2 separate regions of the Gossypium hirsutum genome follow, and region 2 is linked to region 1. A link is a contact called in public Hi-C data. All regions are on one chromosome and are shown on one strand. Each heading gives the region's core, a stretch centred on a gene start, on an enhancer-like site or on the middle of the called end of the contact. The rest is flanking DNA. Distances are from core to core; before and after follow the strand shown. Region 1 holds the start of LOC107938543 (subtilisin-like protease SBT5.6). Region 2 holds the start of LOC107901834.

What was found. Hi-C and Micro-C count contacts between places; a contact is called where the count stands out from the background.
Region 2: a contact with region 1 is called in a Hi-C map of leaf, with 2.0 times the contacts expected there. The contact joins the promoter of LOC107901834 here to the promoter of LOC107938543 in region 1. A contact is called at or near these places in 3 of 34 Hi-C or Micro-C datasets (hypocotyl and leaf).

The regions. Positions count from the first base shown.
Region 1 is chrD06:51,076,053-51,079,109 of Gossypium_hirsutum_v2.1, forward strand. LOC107938543 (subtilisin-like protease SBT5.6) reads left to right here and starts at 1,298. Exons shown (of 9, transcript XM_041095853.1): 1 at 1,298-1,521; 2 at 1,638-1,833; 3 at 1,924-2,112; 4 at 2,306-2,417. The coding sequence starts at 1,447.
Region 2 is chrD06:51,362,372-51,365,798 of Gossypium_hirsutum_v2.1, forward strand. It overlaps LOC107901834, which reads left to right and starts at 2,070. Exons shown (of 3, transcript XM_016827992.2): 1 at 2,070-2,459; 2 at 2,941-3,427. The coding sequence starts at 2,366.

The DNA of each region.
Region 1 (3,057 bases), core at 48-2,547:
TAAGATTGCATATCCTCAAAAATTATGTTTCCATATGTGAGCCCGGGCTAAAATTGGGTATTACATAAAGAAATTTAAAAATTTAAAAATTAAAATAATAATTTTGGGATGTTAATAAATTAATTAATGATTCAAGTTTATCATGTTAAAAATACTTTTTTTTCTTCTTATTTTGTTTTGAAAAAGTTTTCAAATATATATATGGTTTCAAATTTATATCCTCTAACATGGAACTAGTTATATTGTAACAATATTTTAATTTGGGATGTTTAATTTTTTAATTTAACTTGAATAATTTCACTCGATTCGATTCGAGTCGACTTGAATTTCATTTCACTCGACTCCATTAAAAAAATTCAAATCGAGGTAGTATGATAAAATAAGACTCGTTAACTCAATTAACTCGAATTTTTTTCACTCGATTCGATCGAACGTTCACCCCTACTTTTAACCCTGATTAAGAAAAGTAAAAACCTAGGCATAACGTTAAAGGATGCTTTTATTAATTATTTAGTAAATTACATTTTAATAAAAAATAAAAACTTTAAAGATAAAATAATTTTAATTATAATTGTTTTATTTATCATCAAATAAATATATTTAATAAAAACTCATGAGTTGACTGATGTAAAACTGGAGTTTCGAATTTTATCACAATTCATATGGGTGTGAAAATTAAATATTTAAATAATTTAGGTAAAGTTTGAAATTATTAATAATAATATTTATATAATATATAGGGAATTAAAATTAAAAAAAATATTTTAAATTGCGAGTAATTTTTTAAAAAATAAATAAATACACTATATTAAGAATATAAATTATCTCATCATATGTAAATTTTATATTGATTTTATTAAAAACATAAAAAAAAAAAACAAAAGTACTTTTGTAAGAATATAACTTATTTCAAAATTGTAAGGGCAATTTAATAATTTTTCAATTGGGTTGACCTTCGATTGACATGTGACACAAGCTCAATTAGAGATTTAAATAATAGTATAAAAGATAAATATACAAACAATGTTGGTGAAACATTGAAATGTTTGTCAAATAATATTGAAATGCATAAAATATCAAAATAAAATTAAAGGAATGGGTTCAAATGTCAATATATGTAAATTTTATGTTGATTTTCTTAAAAATTTAAAAAATAAAAATATTATCATAACAATATAACTTATTTTAAAGATGGTAATTTTTAAAGGCACAATTATCTTTAATTAAAGATATACTTTATTTTTTTTTTCAATTATAGATTACCATATTTATCTGTAAATACAGTAAATGCTAAGAAGATTTTTCAAAACCATATAACAGTCCATATATCATGTAAAGTGAAAGAGTTGTAATTATCAGCATAAAGTATAAACAATTCATCAAGACGCTTATAAATATAACATTATCTCTCCATAGGATTGACAATACTCAGTACCGTTATTTGCCATGAAGAACACTATCTCTTGTTTCCTTCTACTCTTGATTGTCGTTCCTATCTTGGCCTCATCTGTTGAGAAAAAAGTAGTTTTTCTGTTTCTCGTAACTCTTCTATTATTTCTTCAACATCTTTCAGTAGTAAAGTTCTCTCTTGGAACTCTAATTTTCATGTAAAATATATATATTTATTGTCTATGTAGGTGTATATAGTTTACTTGGGGCAGCACAACAATGGGGAGAAAGCTTTGCATGAGATTGAGAAAACCCATATCTCATACTTACTTTCAGTCAAAGAATCTGAAGAAGATGCTAAATCTTCCCTTCTTTACAGCTACAAACACAGCATCAATGGCTTTGCTGCAAAGCTTACACCAGATGAAGCCTCCAAGCTCTCTGGTGGGTGACTCATTAGCACCATATTTCTTCATCTCCATTTCTGAAATTAATACCTAATAACAATGCTTGGGTTTTCATTTTTCCTCACAGGAATGGATGGGCTTTTGTCAGTGTTTCCTTCACATGGAAAGCACTCAGTGCAGACAACAAGGTCATGGGAATTTGTTGGCTTAGATGAAGGAGATAGCTATTCATGGGAAAAGCTTAAGATTGGAGGAGAAGACTTGTTGTCAAAAGCTAAACATGGCAAAAATGTCATTATTGGAGTGATGGATAGCGGTAAAAACGCTTTGCAATTATAATTTAAAACTATATATGAATTCCAATACCATCTTTTTAGATCATTCGTGACTGTCTCAGGCATTATTGCTTTTGTTGTATTCGGATAACTTAGTAGCAAATAATTCATTTTTCTAAATGTATTATGTAATTATTGGATTGTTTTAATGTTTTGGGGGTCTTATCAATTTAGGTGTATGGCCGGAATCACCGAGCTTCAGTGACCAAGGAATGGATCCCACCCCAAAATCATGGAAAGGAATCTGCCAAGGAGGAGTCGCTTTTAACTCATCCAATTGCAACAAGTGAGTGAATTTTCGTTCTTTGCTTTCTATTCCGCTATTCGGCTTGACTTGCCACTTCATGTATGGGTTCCAGCATTCATTCTTTATAATAATATTTTTTTTATAAAATTCTAAAACCTTAAACTTTCCCATTTTAAATCCTAAAACTCTAAACTTTACCCTAGATACTTAAAGCTAAATTTTAAATTCAATTAAAAACTATTTAAGGGCTCAAACGTGTGAACATATGTTTTTCCTTAACTTATATGATATTTTTGTCCTATTAATCAAACCATATTTAATAAAAGGTTTGAGAAAATTTTCCCTTTCATCTAATTTACTTTCGATGAACTTTATATAATTTGTTGAATACCACGCAAATTTTATTGCATATTGAGGAGTTCTTTTTGGGTTCTCTATTCTACTTTTTCGAGGTTGGTTCATGTGTCAAAATCTCGTGAAAACAATCTGAAAATGATTCCTAATAAATCCAATAATCTTTGAGGAAAGGAGGACCCTATTCTATTTGGATTGATAGGACCCGCTAAGGTTCTTTGATTATATCAAAGGATCAATTCTATGGTTACACCCCATAGTTATTTAATCTCTACACTTTAATTTAATTAATATTTTTTTAAAAATTTATTAATTTTAATTATTA
Region 2 (3,427 bases), core at 820-3,319, 290 kb after region 1:
TTGGAGTTAATTCTCGAAATAAAGTTAATTAAATCTTAAATTCATTGAATGTAGTAAAAGAGAAAAGCAAAGCTATTTCCCTTTCTCTCGTTTATTTTATTTTATTTTATTCAAATCCCCCCTCTCCTTTATTTTAATTGCTTTCCTGAAATATATTAATATATCATTTCATACTTAAATCTAGCTTTAAGATTTTATTTGGTATTTAAATTTTTTTGTCTTATTTTCGTATTTAAATTTAAATTTAATATTTAATTTGGTATTTAAATTAAAAGCATTACGTGATTTAATGAATATTTGACACTCAAATTCTAGTATAAAAATATAGGTATTTAATTGAAAAAAAATAAATTAAATATTTAAGTCAAACTTAAGCATTTAAATGAGACAAAAAAACTCAAATGTGGAATTGAAAAAAATTAAAATTAAACTGAAATACTAAATTTTAGAAAATTTAAATATCGAAAAATTTTGTCCCTAATTTATATTATACAAATTTTAATGAGTTTGGTATTGGGATCTAGACATATCTGCTGCCGACTAAATACTGCCAATAGAATAATCTGAAAAGCCACGTGGCTTCCCTCATTTAAATCCCATCTTAATCAACACATAAAATTTTCCTCCATTGTATCACGCCAAACTAGCATCCGCTTGGCAAATTCCACACCACTCCTCCCATCTCTTTTTATTTATTTCACTAAAATCAAAATTTCACACTTCAAAAATAACTAAGTAAATAAATTTTATATTTAAATTTTTAGTTTGGGTAAAATTTTGAATAATTACGGATTCAGCTGAAATAATAAAAATATTTTTAGTTGAAAGTGTTATTTTGTTAATATGTTGAAAACGCTTTTAGTTGCAAATTCACTAAAAACCCTTTCAAGTGGAAACTTTTTTATTATTCTGATCTAATCCCGTAATTTTAAAAATTACAGCCAAATCCGATAATTTTTTTTTAAAAAAAACACTGTATTTTGGGGAAATTTGCTCATATAGTTTTGAATTGTATCTCTCAATAATTTTTTTTTTATGTTAAAGTGAATGAAAATTTAATGACAACATTACTTATTATTTTATTTGGAAGGAAGTAATTTTAACAAATGTTTTTATTAAACAATGGAAAAAAGAAATTATTAATTATCATATTTTTACAATTATATACATTAAAAAGAAAAGACAGAAAAACAATAGAAATAAATATAATATGTCAACAATTTACTATATAAATGATTAAATATGTAGATAAAAAAATAAAATCAGTGAAAAAACATACTTGTGAAGAATTCATTGGAACAATAGAGAAAATCAAGTAGTAGGAAGGAAGCAATAGACTTTTTTTTATAAAAATAATACTAAAAATTAATTAATTACAAAAATGGGATTGAGAACAAATTATTACAAAAACCGGGTGTTTGTTACAGTAATTTGGGTGTCCTTGATATATTGATGACACCAATAAATTATAAATTTTAAAAAAGAGACTGATAAGAAAAAAATGCTAAAAAAAAAAGTTGGTTTGTGATTCAAACAAGACAATAACCTTTTTTCTGTATTTAACGCCTTAATGCCTTTTTCCTTGCATTTAACCCTTAAAACCATAGCTTTTTTTTTATTTAATCAAATGGGTTGAATTAAAAGAAATATTTTTTATACAAATTGACAGCACCAATTAAATTTTCTTTTTTCACTTATTTAGCTTTTTTTTTCTTGAAAACTTTTTTTAAAAAGTTTATTGGTGCTACCGACCAATGTATTAAGCAGTACCTAAAATTAGCAAACATTTTTTTTTTCGTAATTAATTTGGATCCTACTCTCTTTTTGTAATTAATTAAATTTTTCAACGTCCGAATCGAAGTGATACAAATTTATGAGGATCCTAATATACAAAATATTTAATTTTATTCCAATTCGGAATGTCTATAAACCTTGACAATGTAAAATAAAATAAGAATATTTTGCATTGTCACATATATAAGATTTTGATTTCTTGAAATGTTAAACATTCCTTAGACAAAATAAGTATGTGGCTATAAATGATGACAAAATTAAAACAAGACCCACCCACGCCATAAATATAGATTCTCAAAGTGAATTCAAACGGATTCAGGCAAAAGGAGCGGTTTTTTTGAAGGGGATTGAATCACCCTTTGCCTTTTTCTACTCATTTCTCAATGTACAGTCACTAAATATTACCCACTTCTACTACGGTCTTTTCTTGTGTTTTGCCAATACAGCTAGGTTTTCCTTTACCAGTGACTGTCTAGTAGTGGGCAGTAGCCAAATAAGCAAGTAGAGAGAAGGCTGAAGGGGACACACACCCCGCACAAGGTTTGGTACAAAGGGAGGAAGGGAGTCAGTCATGCCATCAGGTGCTAAGAAGAGAAAAGCTGCCAAGAAAAAGAAAGAGCAAGCAGCCAACAACATCAATCCTTCGACTAACAACAACCCACTTGGTACTTTTTGCTTTTTTTTCTTTTAATTTCTGTTTTGGGTTTTGTTTTTTGATGGGCTTTATTTATTTTATAACTTCTTTTTAATTGAATCGTACTTGGTTCTGTATATGCATGTATCATTCAGTTCTTTATTTGATTTGTTGGAGTTCTATAGTTAAACAAATCAGGTTGGTAGGTAATGTTAATTTCTAGTTCCTGCCCTTAATTAATTGATGTGGTTGCTTTTCAAAGGGTTTGCCCTCCTTTAATCACTTACTGTTTATTTTGTTTTAGGGTCTTGTGGTGATTTTTAGCGTGTCCTGTATTTTACTTAATTTTTTACCAGAATCCTTGTTATTGGAAGAACTTGTCTATACATTTCGAGTTATAGTGCATTTCCTTTTTAGTATTTGACTATTTTGGTCCTGTTTAGAGGGGATTGGTGAATTTGTTGTTTGCATATTGGTTTGGAATTATTATGATGTTTATCTAATGGTGCTAGGAAACGATGATCCGAGAAGCCAAGATGAAAGGGACAGTGATGGCGGTGATGCTGGTTCCCCTGCATCTCATGATGGCCACAATCACCAGCATTCATTTGGTCAGGGCGGAGATGAAGAGAGATCACAATCACATCTAACTGAGAAGTCTGTGGAAGATGCCGCTAAAGATGCAAAGAGCACCGAGAGATCGGGATTGGATGATGTTGATGTTAAAATTGTAAAAGAGTGGGAACCAAACAAGGATCTTGAGAGCACACATGTTTCAATTCAGCATGTTGATCATGATAAGAGCTCTAGTACCAGCAGCAACAGTAGTTCAGATGACGAATCTCAAGCCTTTGAGAAGAAGTCAAATGAAGAAACCTGTAATCTTGGTTCTGATGCGGCCTCGTATAGTACCGAGGATAAGTCAGCTACTGTTTTGTCTGAAGAAGTTCTGACGGCTGCTGAAAATAACACACTTAAGAATGTTGATAGTAATTCTGC